2 separate regions of the Sus scrofa genome follow, and region 2 is linked to region 1. A link is a contact called in public HiChIP or PLAC-seq data. All regions are on one chromosome and are shown on one strand. The core of a region is the stretch at or near the end of the contact, and the rest is flanking DNA. Distances in the headings are between cores, read along the strand shown.

Region 1 (7,912 bases), core at 2,425-4,924:
TGGAAGCAAGGGTAAACAGAGGGTAAGTGGCTCTCAGGAGCACTCACCACAGCAGCTACTCGGATTAGAACCCGTGGCTCCTATCAGTCACATCCTATTGAAATTTAGAAGGCTCCAAAACATTGTTTCGGTGTCAAAGGTGGGTGACAGTGCCTGAAAGCAAATTTGCTCCCCATCCACAAAGGAACCAGTCCTGCTTCCATGGTCCCACCTGCATCTTCTCAATTCCCAAGCCATTCCACAAACTTCATCCCTTTGAGGGAAAGAAAATTTCTTTTGGTGAAAAAGGGAGAACTAAACATGTGAGTTCCATATTCAGATTTATATGCATTTTTGTTTGTTTCATACATACAGAACTAGAATGAGTTCTTGGACAAGTAACAGATCAAATTTTCCCTTATAGAATATAGGGATAGCCTAAACTCACGAGATCATTAGGCAGAATGGCAACAAATGGAATAAGTTTGTGCCCGAGTGATAAGCTCCTGTCAAATATTAATTACAACAGAAGATGGTATAGAAATATGAATGTAATCTAGATGTGCTCTGTCTCTTCCAATGTCATCCATTCTCTAAAGGACAAAGAGACCAGTTATTTGTCCAGGAGCCCATGGACAGTAATGTCTGTAAGGAACAAATGGAAAACCTTGGATATTGGGACATGATAGTCACTTTAGGTCTAACTCATTTCACGAAAAGAAATTTCCTATTTCCTTTTTTCATCATCTACCATAAATACTAGATCAAGTACAGTCAAGAGCCAATATATGGCTCCTATTACGGAGGTGATTTTTATAATAATCATTAGCATCTGTGACAAAACTTCACAGGGTGTTAATCTGAACAAACACTGTTGGCAACCTTTTCCTCTACTCATATCCAGGAGTGGGGGGAAAAAAATCCAAGGAAATATATTTCCTCTTATCCCCCATCCTGACCTGAGCAGAGAGAGACCTGTTTCCATTCACGTGGTCTACATCTAATTCCTTGTGAGCAAAGGCCATCCTCCCAGGCCACTCCGCAGCATGCTAAGCAACTGCTGAAATTGAATGGAATAGGTTTCCTTGCCTGTACCAGTTCTTTGTTTCATTAGATGAGGAGGGATTTAAATATGCACAATTCCAGCATCATTAATCAGTCTCTCAGAGCCTATTAAGGACTGTCCAAACCTTGATTTTCTTGTCCCCCCAACATCCTGCCTTTCCCGATCGAGACAAAGAGCTGAGGTGACACCACTTGAAACTCGGTTTAGGCCAGAGCTCACCTCAGAACTGCACTCTTCCCTGCTAAAGGGACCATTTCACTCCTCCTCAGCCTTAGGCCTTTAGCCTTCCATCTTGCCAATGGTCCCTCATCAGAACCTACCCAGGAGAGGCGAGCTATCCACTATGCAGGTCCTTATGGGGGCCAGGCAGCCACTGAAATAACACCTGTGGAGGCCTATACTCACTCACATGAGATATCCTGAGGAGTTACCAATACTGAGTCTAAAACCTTTAGAGCTTCTGGGATTTGAAGGAAACTATGGTCAGTGATGGAGGTAAGTGTGAGGGCACCAGGGAGATTGACGTGTCTCCTGCCTTGCACACCTTCATCTTACTAACGTGGGTACATGGGTTGGGTGTCTACCTATGGCAGGTGCAGTTCCAGGCACACAGGGGCCGCTCTCACACACAGTTTACAGTCCAGAGCTTGCTAACATTCTAGGCCTCCACCTGGAAAGTAACACACCCCACTCTGCTTTTTGACTCTTTTTTGGTTTTTTGTCTTTTTGTTTTTTGTCATTTCTAGGGCCACTCCCACCGCATATGGAAGTTCCCAGGCTAGGGGTCTAATCGGAGCTGTAGCCACCAGCCTAAGCCAGAGCCACAGCTACACAGGATCAGAGCCGGGTCTGCGACCATCTACCACAGTTCACGGCAACGCCGGATCCTTAACCCACTGAGCAAGGCCAGGGATCGAACCCACAACCTAACGGTTCCTAGTCGGATTCGTTAACCACTGAGCCGCGACGGGAACTCCTGCTTTTTGACTCTTGACAATCCACAGTTCCGTATGCCTGTGTGCTGCAACCAAGGTAAAGGCTTATAACCCAGCCAAAGAGTTAATCCACCGACAAAAGGAGCAGCAGTGACCTGGCCGGCCATTAAGGGCAAAGCTCACAAAGCCTTCCTACGGGGCACTCAACCACGACTGACTCTGGGAGCTCAGGCTGCCCCCAGGCCCGCCACGACCAGGCTGGGGCCACTCTGAGCTAGGACTGGGAACTGACAAAGGGGAGGGAGCGAGAGAGTGCCGACTGCGGCGTTCCTTCCCGCGAAGACAGACGGTACTGGTCCCTCTGGCGGACCCCAGGGACAGCGGCGGGGAGAGCCACCGCTGCGGGAGCCAGCCCGCCGGTTCTCGTGGCCGAGCCACCTTTTCACTCTCGGGCTCTGCACAAGTGCTGGGGCGCCTTGGGTCGGGAAGGGAGCCGAGGCCCCTGGTCAGGTCCCCGCTGCCGGTGGTGTGAAGGGCAGTGATGAGAGGGCGTGTCGTCAACTTTCTGGGGGGCTGGCAGAGTTGGAGTTGTGTTTCGGAGGTAACCATCAGAACGCAATCAGAACCTTTCTGGGAGCCCAGAGCTCCCAGCTTCAGGCCCGGGCCTCCAGTCCTCTGGCCCGGGACTCACCCTCTTTGGCACCTGGTTTCCTCCGACCGCTGGACCTCCTTTGGGGCCGCCAAGTTCCGCACCTCCTGCAGGCGCCAGGGGTGGGCGGTGTCGGCCCAGTCTCGGTCCGCGTGGGGCTTGGGCTTCTCGCTCCACCGGGAGCCGACACGCGGAGACTCCGGCTGGCCCCTGGCCTCTCTCAGCCAGGGGTCTTCCGGGGCCGCCTCTTCGCTTCCAAGGCGTCGGGGGCCGGCCACAGCCGCCCCTACAGCACCAGCCTTGCGGCCCCAGCTCCTCACCCCAGCCAACTTCCCCGCCGCCGGCGCGTCTCTCCGCCAGCCTTCCGCTGCTGGCGATTGGACCGCGGCGGCGGGGCGGAGAAGGGCGCTCCTCACAGCCCGCGACACCCGCGGGCTCTGGCGCGCCACGATTGGCTGTGGACTCCGCCAGTCACGGGTTGAAGGGCGCCCCGCCCCGCGGGGCCGGCCCCGGGCTGACTCCGCCCTTACTGCTGCCCGGCCCCGCCTCCCTCGGAGCCCTGTCGCCTCAGCCCCGCTGTCCGGCTCATTCGCTGAGCGGGTCGGTGAATTGTCAGCGCGCTCCGGGCAGCTGCTGAGCCTGAGCCGGGGCTGCCGCCGAGCTTGACGTGCTCCCTCCGAGGTGCCTGCCCGAGCCAATGTGCTCCGGTTGGCTAGGGCGAGAGGTGTCGCCGGTTCGGGGCAACTTGAAATTCAGGATCCACAGCAGGGGCGTCGGTTTGCGATCGGGACTCGGCGATGAGGGTGAGTGGCCGCGCGCGAGGCGAGCGGCTCCTCTCGGCGCTGTTAGGCGAGCGGGGAGACTGGACGGGTCCTGCCGCGTGTCGATCTGTCCGTCGGAGCGTGGCGGCTGTGAAGAGGTCAGGGCTGCCGGGATTCACTCCTTGCGAGAATCCCCACACCCGAACATCTTGTTTCAGAGCGTCCCAACTCGGCCCGGGACGCGGCTGAGTGTTCGCAAGAACTTGGCGTGTTGTAATTGCCATCATTAGGTGGGGCCTGGGGACTCTTCCCCTGGCCCTCTGCGACGGCGACACGCGCGCTAGGGGCGGCCTTCGTGCCCAGCGGTGTGCGGATAGCAGTTCCTAGATGGCTTGAGGACAGGTTCCTGAAAAATCAACACGCGCAGGAGCCGGTGCGGCGAGATAACCGTGTCTGTTGTCTGATGCGTAGCCTGAGCCAGCGATCATAGGGGTCCGGGTGGGTCTTTAGGGGTGAGAGAACTTTAGTGACCAGCTAGATTCTGTACCAGGAGCTTCAGTGCTTTGCAATTATTGAAAGGAATTGACAGCACGGATATTAAACTTTGTAAAGTAATTGCTTTCTATTAGCACTTGAATCCGCATCCATTATGAGGTGCTCGGACCTCCACGTCCACCTGCAAGGTGTGTCCTAAGTACTTCGTTAGCACCCGGGGTACTTGCTGTCTATCCCAATGCCCAGAGACCCTGGGGAATCCTAGATGAGACCGTGAAAGCCACCACCAGGCTGGTGGATTGGTGTTTGTTTGAGCGCCTGTGTTTTAAGTGATGAAGTTGTGACAGAAACTGACAACAGAGGATTCAAGGTTAAACCTGACACTTTTTGTTTGTGACTCAGTGGAAGATAGATTATTATTTTCTCTCTCTCTCTCTCTCTCTCTCTCTCTCTCTCTCTCTCTCGTTGATAAGGCATAAAAGTAGCTGTTTTGTCTGAGGGCAATTACATACATATAGTTTATGTTATGTGTGGACCAAATAGAATTGAATCCAATATTTTCTTGTAATACTTATTTGACATGAATAAGGGCTTATTGGGAGTACTAGGTAGAGACTTGATGACAGAATTGGGCAATATTTTGATCTTTGAAAATGTATAAAACACTGAGCTATATAGCTATCCATATATTCGTAGATGTGCCTACATATGTGTGTACTTCTGTGTGTATATAAAATTGATAAGCAAATCAAGGAGAAATATGGAGGAGGAAACAGCCTTGAACTTCCTCTGAGTAGAGAGATAGACCCTCTGATCCGTGGGGTGTATGATGAGTGTGTGTGTAAGCATGTCTGGATCTGCCTAGTCTGTCTGGGTCAGTGTATGTCCATGAACTTTACGAGCATTCGGTTCAATAGCATTGCTTGCAGATTCCCAGTCCCTGTTTTACAGCCTAGTAGCCACCAGCTGGTCCATCTGTTAAAACATAACATACACACTTCAGTGGGAGCACTAGGGTGGAACGTGGGTAGGGGGCAACCCGTAGTAGAAACACGCTACAAACAAAGCCTACCCCTCAAGTCCATTTTCATTCAGTCTGAATATGTGATTTTTGGTGAGGGAGAAAAGGAGTGTTTGACTCCACAGAAATGGCAAATTATATTTTGTGAAATAATTATAGGCATGGTTTGGGAAGAGGTGAGTAGATAGGAGGGAAAAAAATCTCTCTAGAAAAGAAATGTGGTGCTTGTCACATAACCATGCAACACTGGTTTACTGCTTTGCAGTAGCATGTATATCAAAAACTGTTTTCTTTTGCTTCTTAAAAGAATGCATTAAAACTGAACTGTTTCCCCCCCCAAAAATCTCAATAGAAGTAAACAGAGCTTTATTACAGAGGCTATTTAATCTACTAGCATTAAGACTGCCTTAGTAATTCTAATGAAACATGTTTTTAGGAATTTATAACTTAGATATAAATTCATATTCAGCCTAAGCACTAGCTGCAGTGGTTTACAATTTATAGTTTAAAAAACAATAAAAAGCCTTTATCACAAAACTTCTGATGACTAAAAGGGTATGGGAGAAATATAACAGCTTATTAAGTTCCTATAGGCAAGTGACTGATTCTTAAACTATAAATTCCTTTAATAGTATAATTATTTTGGTGACAAAATAAAGGCCATATTTTTAAGAAGCATAGTTGATATTTTTTCTAATAATTTTATGCTCATAATTACATTTTAATAATTATGTTTATTGTATGTGGGTACAATAAACTGGGATGGTTCTTAAGAACACATCATAAGAAATACTGTTTTCATTTTTATGCTACTTAAACATTTGGGAGAAAATATTCTAATCCCTTATCTGCATCTTTACATTTCTGATGAACTATGTAGACAAAATAATTCTCCTGCCTTGATACCACCTGTGTCAACTGGGTTGCTCCCTAAAAATTCAGTTCATGGGCTGGACTCATATCTCCAAAATTAGATTTGGGAGTCTTGAGGTAGGGCTTGGGAATCTGCATCTTTAACAAGCACCCAGGTGATTCTGATGTCAGCAATCCCCTCACCATAGTTTGAGAAACACACAAATAGCATTTATGATATAAAAGAACAATTATAGTCTGTGGGTTGATTCAACAAATAACTGTTCCAGAATTTCCAGGTGGCATTTACTAGCCTTGTGAAATTTATAGGTAATGTTTTAACTCTCTGTCCTCAACAATGGCACCTTTTGTCCTGTGTTCAGAAGTGGTTTTGGAATCCTGAGATATCCCTATTGCAGGTGAGCACCAATTCTAAAAAAAATTGTTGGGGGAAGCAAGGTAAATTAAGACCCCAACTCAGCCTTACCTATGCCTTATTCCAAATCCAGTGGATTCCTGGAGTGCTCTGGGGAGACTATGCCAGTCTTAACTCACATTGTCCGGCATTTCTCTCTGGAAGGTAGAAGAAGCCCAATCCCTGAGATACACTGTTTTGTTTTGGTTTTTTTGGCCCCGCTTCTGGCATGTGGAAGTTCCTGGGCCAGGTAATCGAACCCACACCAAAGCAGCAACCCAAGCTGCTGCAGTGACAGTGGCGGATCCTTAACCTGCTGTGTCATAGGCAAACTCTAAGAGAGCCGCCTGTGACTCATTAAAATTCTTCTAAGCTTGGAACCTGAACCTCAACCCAGCTAGGACAGACTTATGTGAAGTCAAGGATCTCCTTGAGAAGCTGTGGCTGGTCTGCCTCTTGGTCAAAAGTGTGTCCCAGGCCACCTACTCAGAGACCCAGGGAGTCATCTTAGAAGTATTGCGAGGTGTCCAGTTAATCGGGTACATAGATTTTCTTAGCATCACAGAGAGATGATTGCCACCTCTTCTTTCAAGTCCATGTGATTTTGATTCATTAATTATTACCAATTAGCTTTTTATATGTAGTTTGATACTGACTTTTGGATTCTGTTCTCCCACTTCAGACTGGCATAATTCTTAGTGTAAGACTCCTAGATAAAATGCGAAAGAGAAAGGATCTTTCTACCATCCAGGAACCTAAAAAGCCAAATGACTTCTCAGAGGACAGAAGTGCCCAAGATATTTACTTCCCTGATGACAAAAGAACATGGATAGGCTGGGACGCTGAACTTGGATTGTTCCAGGCCACTGGATCATTACTGGGACTTTTACAGAGCAATTTATGCTTTAAGAAGCACTTGGCAGGCATGTTTATAGGTCGCTTATCTTAACAGTCCTTTGAGTGAGATGATTTTTTTTCCCGTTTTGTCACAGATGAGCAAACAGCAGCCACAAAAGGATAATAATACAGTCCTCCTTCGGTCTCCTTGGGGGAACTGATTCCAAGACCCCTTGCAGACACCAGAATCCCCGAAGCTCATGCACCTTATATAGAATGACAAAGCGCAGCTAGCCTTCCATATCCGTGGGGTTCCGCATCCACAGATACCAAGAGCCAACTTTCACATTTAAATATAACACCAGTAACAAAAGCTGGCCTTGCGTTTTGAATTGTTTTTACTTAGCTTCATATTAAGATGGTTATGGTTATAATATGTTCATATTATCTAGTTTTCTTACCTCTTCAATTTTTTTCAATAACTGAATGTAATCTTGAAACAGTTTTCTTTATAAAGCTAACCACCATATATAATCACTTGTTCAGTGATCCTGACCTTTGTCATCCAAGCTTTATTTGGAATGGCAAATAAATTTCAAAAGTCACAAAGCAGAATGGCAGCAAAGTTTGTATGTAGAAGTTTGGGGACTGGTATTTTAGATCTGTACTGTTTGCCTGTTGAGTCATGTTAGGCCGCTAATAATGTTTTCACACTGGCCAAAAAAAATAAATAAATAAAGTTGCTTATATTTCATTTGCTCAGCTTCTGCGTGATTGGATGAACCTAGAAAATTCCCAAAGACTAAGATATAATTACAGCTTCTGATTAAAGACAATGGGACCAATTTGTGTCTGGTTAAAAACTACAGTAGAAAGCTACTTTTCTTGAAACTGGACAGTAG
Region 2 (7,912 bases), core at 2,509-5,008, 420 kb before region 1:
GCCAATTCATGTGGCAAAGAGCAGAGAGGAATAATGATGGATAAAGCCAGACTGTATTGAGATTTATAAACCAAGTTAAAAAGTCGGGGGTTTTAAGAACAGAAAGTAGTCACCATGGGGCATTCAAACTAGGGATGACGTATTTGTCTTTTAATTACTATTATTATTATTTACTGTTTTTTTAGGGCCACACCCGCAGCATAGGGAGGTTCCCAGGCTAGGGATCAAATTAGAGCTGTGGCCACCGGCCTACGCCACAGCCACAGCCACGCCATACCCTTAACCCACTAAGCGAGGCCAGGGATCCAACCTGTGTCCTCATGGATACTAGTCAGAGTCATTTCTGCTGAGCCACCACAGGAACTCCCATTTGTCTTTTAATTATTTTCGAAGAAATTTTTAGATTCACAAGAAGATGTCAAAATAGAGCAGAGTTCATGAGTACCCTAAATGCAGCTTCTTCCCATGACAGCATCCTAGATAACTAGAGCACAATGATCAAACCCAGGAAATTAACATGGGTACAATACTAGTTACTAAACTGGAGACCTTATTTGGATTTCACCTGTTTTTACATTCACGTGCGCTTGTAGTTCTATGAAGTTGCATCATATGTCCTGGCGCTTGCCACCACCGCCACAATCAGAATACAGAACCGCCCCATCACCCCAAAGGAACTCCTTCCTACATGCTACTCCTCTTGTCACAGCCTCCCAACAACCACAAGCCCTGGCGACCAACTCTTCTCTACCATTTTCTCATTCAATGAACATTATGTACATAGAATCATACAGTATATAACCTTTTGAGACTTGCTTTTTTCACTCAACAGAATGCTCTTGAGATCTGTCTAAGTTGTTGGATATATCAATGATTAGTTTTTTATTGCTGAACAGTATCCCATTTTATGAATGAACCATATTTTTTTTCCATTTATTTGCTGAAGGACATTTAGGTTGATTCTAGCTTTTGGAAATTCTTATTTGTGTTTTGAAAAGATTCTTTTGACCACAGATTGGGCCATAGGGCAGTCAGAGTAGACACAGAGAGATCATTAAGAAGGTATAGAAGTGGTTCAAATATCCTAGTGACTCTCAAGTGGTGGGTGGAAGAGGGTGATTCTTCGCCCCAGGAGTCATTTGGCCATGTGTGGAGATATTCTGGGTTGTCAGAATATCAAATATGTAAGTAATATTTGGGGTAGTACTTACATCTAGTAGGTAAAGGCTGGCAATACTGCTAAAAATCCTACAATGCACAGGACACACCCCCCCCATAAGAAAGAATTATCCAGCCCCAAATACCAACTATGTTAAGGGTGAAAAACTTTGGCCTAAACTGAGGTGATGACAGTGGAAATGGAGAAGAGTGGAAAGACTCAAGAAATGTTTGGGTGGTAAGACTGAGTGATAACTGGATATGTGGTCCAGGAGTGGGAGAGACATAACCCACACACCTGGACAGATGGTGGTGCCATTCAGTAAGACAGGCAACACTGGAGGAATCAAGGTACGTATTAGATGTCTAGAGGGAGGAGGCAGTAGGCAGTATGGAATACTGAGCATGCAAAGTTGAAGCTCTTTGAAACATCCATGAGCAGACACTGACTTGGTCTGCAGCTCAGAAACCACATAAACAGTCTGGAATAAGACTATCTGAAAAGAGATTATCTAAGAGAGAAGACCAAGTAAAAAAAAAGAAGCGAGCCCAACCCACCCTTGAAGAACAGCCAGGAAGAAGAACAAGCCTGCAAAGAAGAATGAGAGACCAAAAGATAAAAAGAAAACCAGGAGGCTGTGGTGTCCAAAAGCCAGAGAAGAGCATTTCAAGGTAGGTATGGGCAACTATATCAAATTCTGCAAAGAAGCCAAATAGGATGAGCTATGAAAAACTCAATGGATTTGCCAAACTGGAGAGGAAACTTAAGAGTTGTATCCATGGAGGGAATGGGGCTAGAAGTCAGTTTCAATTGAACTAAGGTGGGAGGCCAGGCAAATATGTACACTTTACAAGAATTTTCATCATGAAGGTAAAGATCTACAGCAATTAAGTAGAAAACACAGACGCAAGGAGACAAAATCCCTTCATTCAATACCTATACATCAAAGGTAGATTACCTGGGACAGAAGGCCTTCCGGGGACTTTATCAATCCCTGCCCAAACTACCTCTTTCTTTCATGTGCCCACTGGTTATTCATCCTCCTCCTAGAGATGTTACCAAACCCTCGCAGTGGTTAGTGGAGGTCAAATTTAAAGATAAACCTTAATGAGTGCATTTGCAAAAGAACTTGTACAAAGAATACAAGCCACGAAATGGAATAATTAGCCAATTTCTATCTTTAAAAGCTATACTATTTAAGAATCGGCTTAACGACAATATAGGGTAAATTCTGGATGCATAAACACAACACCTTCTATTAAAGAAAAGCTGATATGATAAAATAAAAGCTAAGTGTCAAAGTTGGTAAAGGTCTGGTATTCAGACTCGCACACAAAAATATTAATGGATCAACATCAAAGAAAAAGTGATGGAAATGGCTTGGAAAATTGAGTCCTTAGTCTCTGGAAGGACCCTGCTTACAATTTGCTTGTGCCGTGGTTTTTCTGTTAAAAAGTAGATGGCTACTTAGAAGAATACAAGAAACAGAATAATGAAGCTCTGATAAACGTAAAAGCTATTACCAGCCATTATTACTGTTAATGTGCTACTGGTTCAAAAGACAGGCTCTACTACCATACATTGAGCACTGAAGGAGGGTCTGAGTTTTGTCTCCGCATTCTCGCATTCTCAGTTCTGATCCCAAAATAACTTCCACGCAAATGTTCACTGACTACACAGCGGCTGTACAGAAAAAAGACTGGCATGCCAAAATGCATTACGTTGGCAGAAACCTACATGTTGCCTCTCAAAATAACTACTTCGAATGAAAAAAACTCCCCTGGATTGGACAAATTCTGCCAATCGAGGACACGGGCTATCCCGCAAATTTTCCTGAAGCAGGTCCCAAGAACCAACAAAGAGAGAGCGCAAAAGTCCTCTGGAGCAGCGCTGGGCACCGATGGGGGAACCTATGGGAAAAGAAGCTACTTTCCTTTGCCAGTCCGATTTGTTGACCTAGGAGTCTCCCAGGCGGGAGCGGCCTTCCCCCAGGCTCTGCCACGTCTCCAGGCCGGGCTGGGCTAGCCTGGGCTAAGGTCAGTGGGCTACAGCCTCTGTTCTTGCCCTCCAGCCAGCGCGTAGAAAGCGGGAGCCAAATAGCCGCGGGCGCCGGCGTCGGTCTCAGCGCAACAGCAAAGTGCCGGATAAGACCCCCGAGCCGCACCCACGGCGCAAACCGCGGATGGGACCTCTTATCTCGCGAAGCACACCGGTGCCCGGGCCGCACCCTGCATGCTCCCACAGCCCGCTCTCGGACTGCACCACGAAGGGACTCCCGAAATACCCTGGCGCCCCTGGGCACAGGCCGGCCAGCCCACCTCAGCGACTGCGCCCCTAGGCGCCGGCTTGGGCGCCCGCGACCTATCCCATCACCCACTTGCTCCCGCGCTGCTGGCAGCCTGGCTCTCACCTGCGGGACCGAGAAAGTGACTGCCTGGCAGTGTGAAGCGGAAGCTAGGGAGGCTGGGGTGTGAGACTACGGCTGCGAGAAGACGAGGTGGATGCCGCCGAGAGCTCGCCCCGCGCACCCGCGCCGCCAAGATGGCCACCGGAGGCGCAAGCCCCTGCGGCTGCCACGTCGGCGCCGCCGCCCCGCCCCGCGCCTGGCCCCGCCCCCGCGCCTCGCATGGCCCCGCCCCCGCGCTTCGTCCCGCCCCCGCCCCGCCCCGCCCCTCTCGCTCGCTTGGAGCCCCGCCCCGAGAGCGCTAGTTAAACCTGCTCGAGTACCTTAGATCCAAAGTTACTCCTTCTCGCCCGGCTTGGGCGCTCCCTCGCTCGAGAAGGCTTCTCGAGCAGTTCTGCCCACCTTTCCACTCTGCAACCTCTGCTGCGAGAAGGAAACACTTGTTACCGAGTGTAGCTGGCTTACCTTGTGCCGTGGCCCCCTCGCGGGGGTGGCGATAAGTTAGCCGGGATGATCCAGTCCAATTCCCACCTCCAGGCAAGACCTCTTTCTAGAAGCGGGAGGCTTATCCTACGTTATTTTAAAAAGATTTACAGGAGCGAGAGCAGGGTGGGGAAAAGGATACTGATTCCCGCCCCCGCCCCCCCCCCGCCAAGTTCTTGTATTACACTTTCTTTAAAAAAAAAAAAAAAGATGGAAAACCAAAACCAAAGATGATCAACTTCCTTAACGTTCTGTGCCGCACTTAAAATAGCTCCTGAAAGTCAGTGCTCAATAATATATACTAAATAAATCAATGAATATGGAGAAAAATATGGAATTTGCAATCAGAAGTCCCGGTTTGGCTCTAGGAATGCCCTCATGCCACTTGTGCGATTACGTGACCTTCTACAGGTTACTTTCCCCCCCTAATTCTCCTTATTTCCACCTGTAAGATGGGAATAATACCATTTGCCCTATCTAATCAAGCAGATAGCGGAGTCAAATAAGTTAAGACATATGCAAGTGCTTTTCAAAGGAGTGTGAAACACAGAAAAAATTGTTTTTGTTGTTTCCAAATTCCTTCAGGAACTCATTAGTAGATTTAACATTAACAGATATCTTGACTTGACAGCTTAAAGCATTTAAAAATACCTCATTGAAGAGTTAACACTATTTAACTCTGCCCTAACTTCAAAGTGATTTGCAGGGGCAGTGGGTTGTTGCCTTTGGTAATGACTCTTATTCTATCCACTGAGAATGTGTGTAGGTGGTTGTCTAGATAACTCTACAGAAAGTGCTGTTTGGGATGGTGCTGAAAACAGTTACCATCTCTATCCTCTTGGGTTGACACCCTTGACAGCTGTAAGATCTCCTGGTTTCTTCATTCATTCTACACATATTTATTAGTGGCTGTGATGGGCTGAACATCAGTATGGGAAATTTAGCAATGAACAAGACAGACAAGATCCAGACAGTGAGGGAGCTTTCATTCTCATAGAGAGAGAGACTATGAACAGGAAAATAAACAAAGGAAGTATTGTTTGCAATGAGCACTTTGAAGAAAGTCAATAGGGGGATGTGATATTGACCATAATTTCCGTAGGCCACTTCAGATAGGACAAATGAGCAAGGCTTCTCAGAGGGGTTGGGATTGAGTAGGCTCTGTAAGGAAGCAGCCCTGTGGTTACCTGGACCAAGGAAGAACACCCAAAGGCTTTGAGGGAGGGTGCCTTGCACGTTTGCTTAATAACAAGGAAATTGGGACTGAGAGGGTGGTAATATATGAGGTTGGAGAGATACCAGGGCCAGATCCTACCCAGACAGGGAGGCCCCCTTAAGGCTTTTGAGTTATATTCTGAGAAAAATGAGAAACAAGGGAAGGTTTTCAGCAGAGAGCAGACAAGAATTGACTTTAGTTTTAAATACAGTAGCAGGTGTCTCAAATGTCCCTCTGCTTTTTCTCTGATGAGTATACCTGTCATTGTATTTCGGGCCCACCCTAAATCCACAACGATCTCATCTCAAATCCTTGAGACTCTAGATCTTATTTCTATACAAGGTCATATTCACAAGTTTGGGGGATTGCATAATCTATTTGTCAAGGGCACTATTGTACCCACTGCATGGGTCCTGAGAGACAGGAGTCAACCAAATAAGGATTACAAGGTTTTGAAGTTTACACTGAATTGCATGTCTAATACCTTATGTTTTACTCACTATTTCTCATGTAAACTTCAAAAGAGCTTATGTGGCAAGTGTTATTACTATTATTCTAATATTAGAAATAAGGCAACTGGGAGTTCCCATTGTGGCTCAGCTGATTACGATCCCGACTAGTATCCACGAGGATGCGGGTTCAGTGCCTGGCCTCCCTCAGTGGGTTGCTGTGGTTGTGGTGTAAGCCAGCAGCTCCAGCTTCTCTTCGACACCTAGTCTGGAAACTTCCATATGCTGCAAGTGCAGCCCTAAAAAGCAAAACAAAAAGAAAGACAAAAAAGCAAAAAAGAAGGAAACTAAGCTTCCTAGAATTGTGTTTGGACTTGGAATTAAAACTCAGAATTCTTTAGCTGCACCCCTAAATTCTTGCCTCCTTTGGGGGTGAAAGGGTAAGAAGATACGTTCTTAGGTGGAGGGAAATGAAAGGAGTCAAGGGAAATTTATAGCTTAATGACAGAACAAAAAACTAGTTCGTTTTTTTTTTAGTCGTGGCTTGTGGAACGCATCAAATTTCTCCTTATACGAAATTTCTAATGCATAATAGAGTGCCTTTCTGAGCTACAAGGAGAGATACAGTGCTAGAGTGGCATTTTGCTTTTCTCTCTCAAAAACCACGGGTGAACAACACTGCTTCCCACTTGAGTTGAGGCTTTTTTTCTAGCCCAATTCAGAGCTAAAAGATTCTATTCTTAAATCTTCTTAAAACAGTCCATAAAGCTTGTGGCCTTCATATGAATACTGACGTATATTTCCAGGTGGAGAGGCGATGAGGCTGAGACTGAGCAACCGCAGCATAGCCAGAACTAGAGGCAGCGCCAAATCTGCTTTGAGACAGTGGACTCTGCTGAGAGGACAGCCCCTGACTTATACGACTGTGAACGACACGGTCAAGGACACTGGCCGAGACACAGAGGTCAGGGGCTGGTGCCCGCACCCAACCTATGCACAGAGGATGTGTAAGTTCCTCTGGCAACTAGGACAGAGGAGGAGCTTGTCCCCAACACTCATGGGACATACCTGTACTAATTATCCATCGTTTTATGTAGAATTCAAATTTAGGAGGCAAGCAAGTCATGACGGAGAGTCGGAGAGGCAATGTAGTGTAGATGAGGACATAGATAGAGGTTCCAGACGCCCTGGATTTGAATTCTCGATCTGGCACCTGCTAGGTCAACAGCTAGCCATGAACATGTCGCTTAAACTCACTGTGTCTTACTGTGTTCACCTATAAAATGAGAATTTATATGAATACTTACCCCAGAGTTGTGTTTTTCTTACGGATTAAAGGACTTAATGTGTGTGAAGTGCTTTGAACAATGCCTACTCACAGTATTCTGTAGAAAGTGTTAGTTTTTATTCTCCGACCTTCAAATTTTCTTAATATTCACCTGACAGTGACCGTTTTAAACCTAAAAGATTTTTATTTAGAGGAGACTGAGATGTCATTTCCAAAGAAAGGTTTTACGTGCTTATTTGTTTGTTTTCAACTAAAGAAAATTTAGTCTAGTTATAAACAGAGTGACTCAACCTCTTAATTTCCCCTGGACACTCCCAATTTATAGCTGTGTTCCTGGCATAATTATTATTATTATTTTTACGGCCACACCTGTGGCATATGGAAATCCCTGGGCCAGGGATTAAATCTGAGCCACAGCTTCGATCTATGCTATAGCTGCAGAGATGTTGGATTTTTTTTTTTTTTTTTTTTTTGGTCTGTTGTCTTTCTAGAGCTGCAGCCATGCAGCACATGGAAGTTCCCAGGCTAAGGGACAAATCGGAGCTGCAGCTGCTGGCCCACACCACAGCCACAGCAATGCTGGATCTGAGCCGCATCTGCAACCTACACCACAGGTCACTGCAAGGCCCACTCACCCACTGAGCAAGGCCAGGGATCAAACCTGCATCCTCACGGATACTAGTCCGGTTTGTTGCCCACTGAGCCATGATGGGAACTCCAGAAGTTCTGGATCCTTAACTCAGTGTGCCACAGCGGGAATTCCGCCCTGCGTGATTATTAAAAGCACCCACATTTTATTCTCAGAAGTGTTCCAGATTGGACAATCAATCTTACTGTCGTCCTGGTTACAGAGATATGAAGAAGTTACTCCCTTTGCACTTGTGAGTTGTAGCGTGGAAATGTCAACACATGC

The links. HiChIP or PLAC-seq counts read pairs in DNA pulled down with a chosen protein or histone mark.
Region 2: a contact with region 1 is called in an H3K27ac HiChIP or PLAC-seq map of skeletal muscle, with 2.4 times the contacts expected there. The contact joins the promoter of PRRC1 here to the promoter of LOC102161210 in region 1. A contact is called at or near these places in 1 of 5 promoter capture datasets (liver), 1 of 47 Hi-C or Micro-C datasets (omental adipose tissue) and 2 of 2 datasets of contacts at active chromatin or transcription factors (alveolar macrophages and skeletal muscle).

The regions. Positions count from the first base shown.
Region 1 is chr2:130,021,683-130,029,594 of Sscrofa11.1, reverse strand. It overlaps LOC102161210, which reads right to left and starts at 3,674. Exons shown (of 6, transcript XM_021085157.1): 1 at 3,375-3,674; 2 at 3,160-3,314; 3 at 2,672-2,999. The coding sequence starts at 3,674. It overlaps MARCH3 (membrane associated ring-CH-type finger 3), which reads left to right and starts at 3,215. Exons shown (of 5, transcript NM_001244831.1): 1 at 3,215-3,432.
Region 2 is chr2:130,439,413-130,447,324 of Sscrofa11.1, reverse strand. PRRC1 (protein PRRC1) reads right to left here and starts at 3,758. Exons shown (of 9, transcript XM_021084706.1): 1 at 3,570-3,758.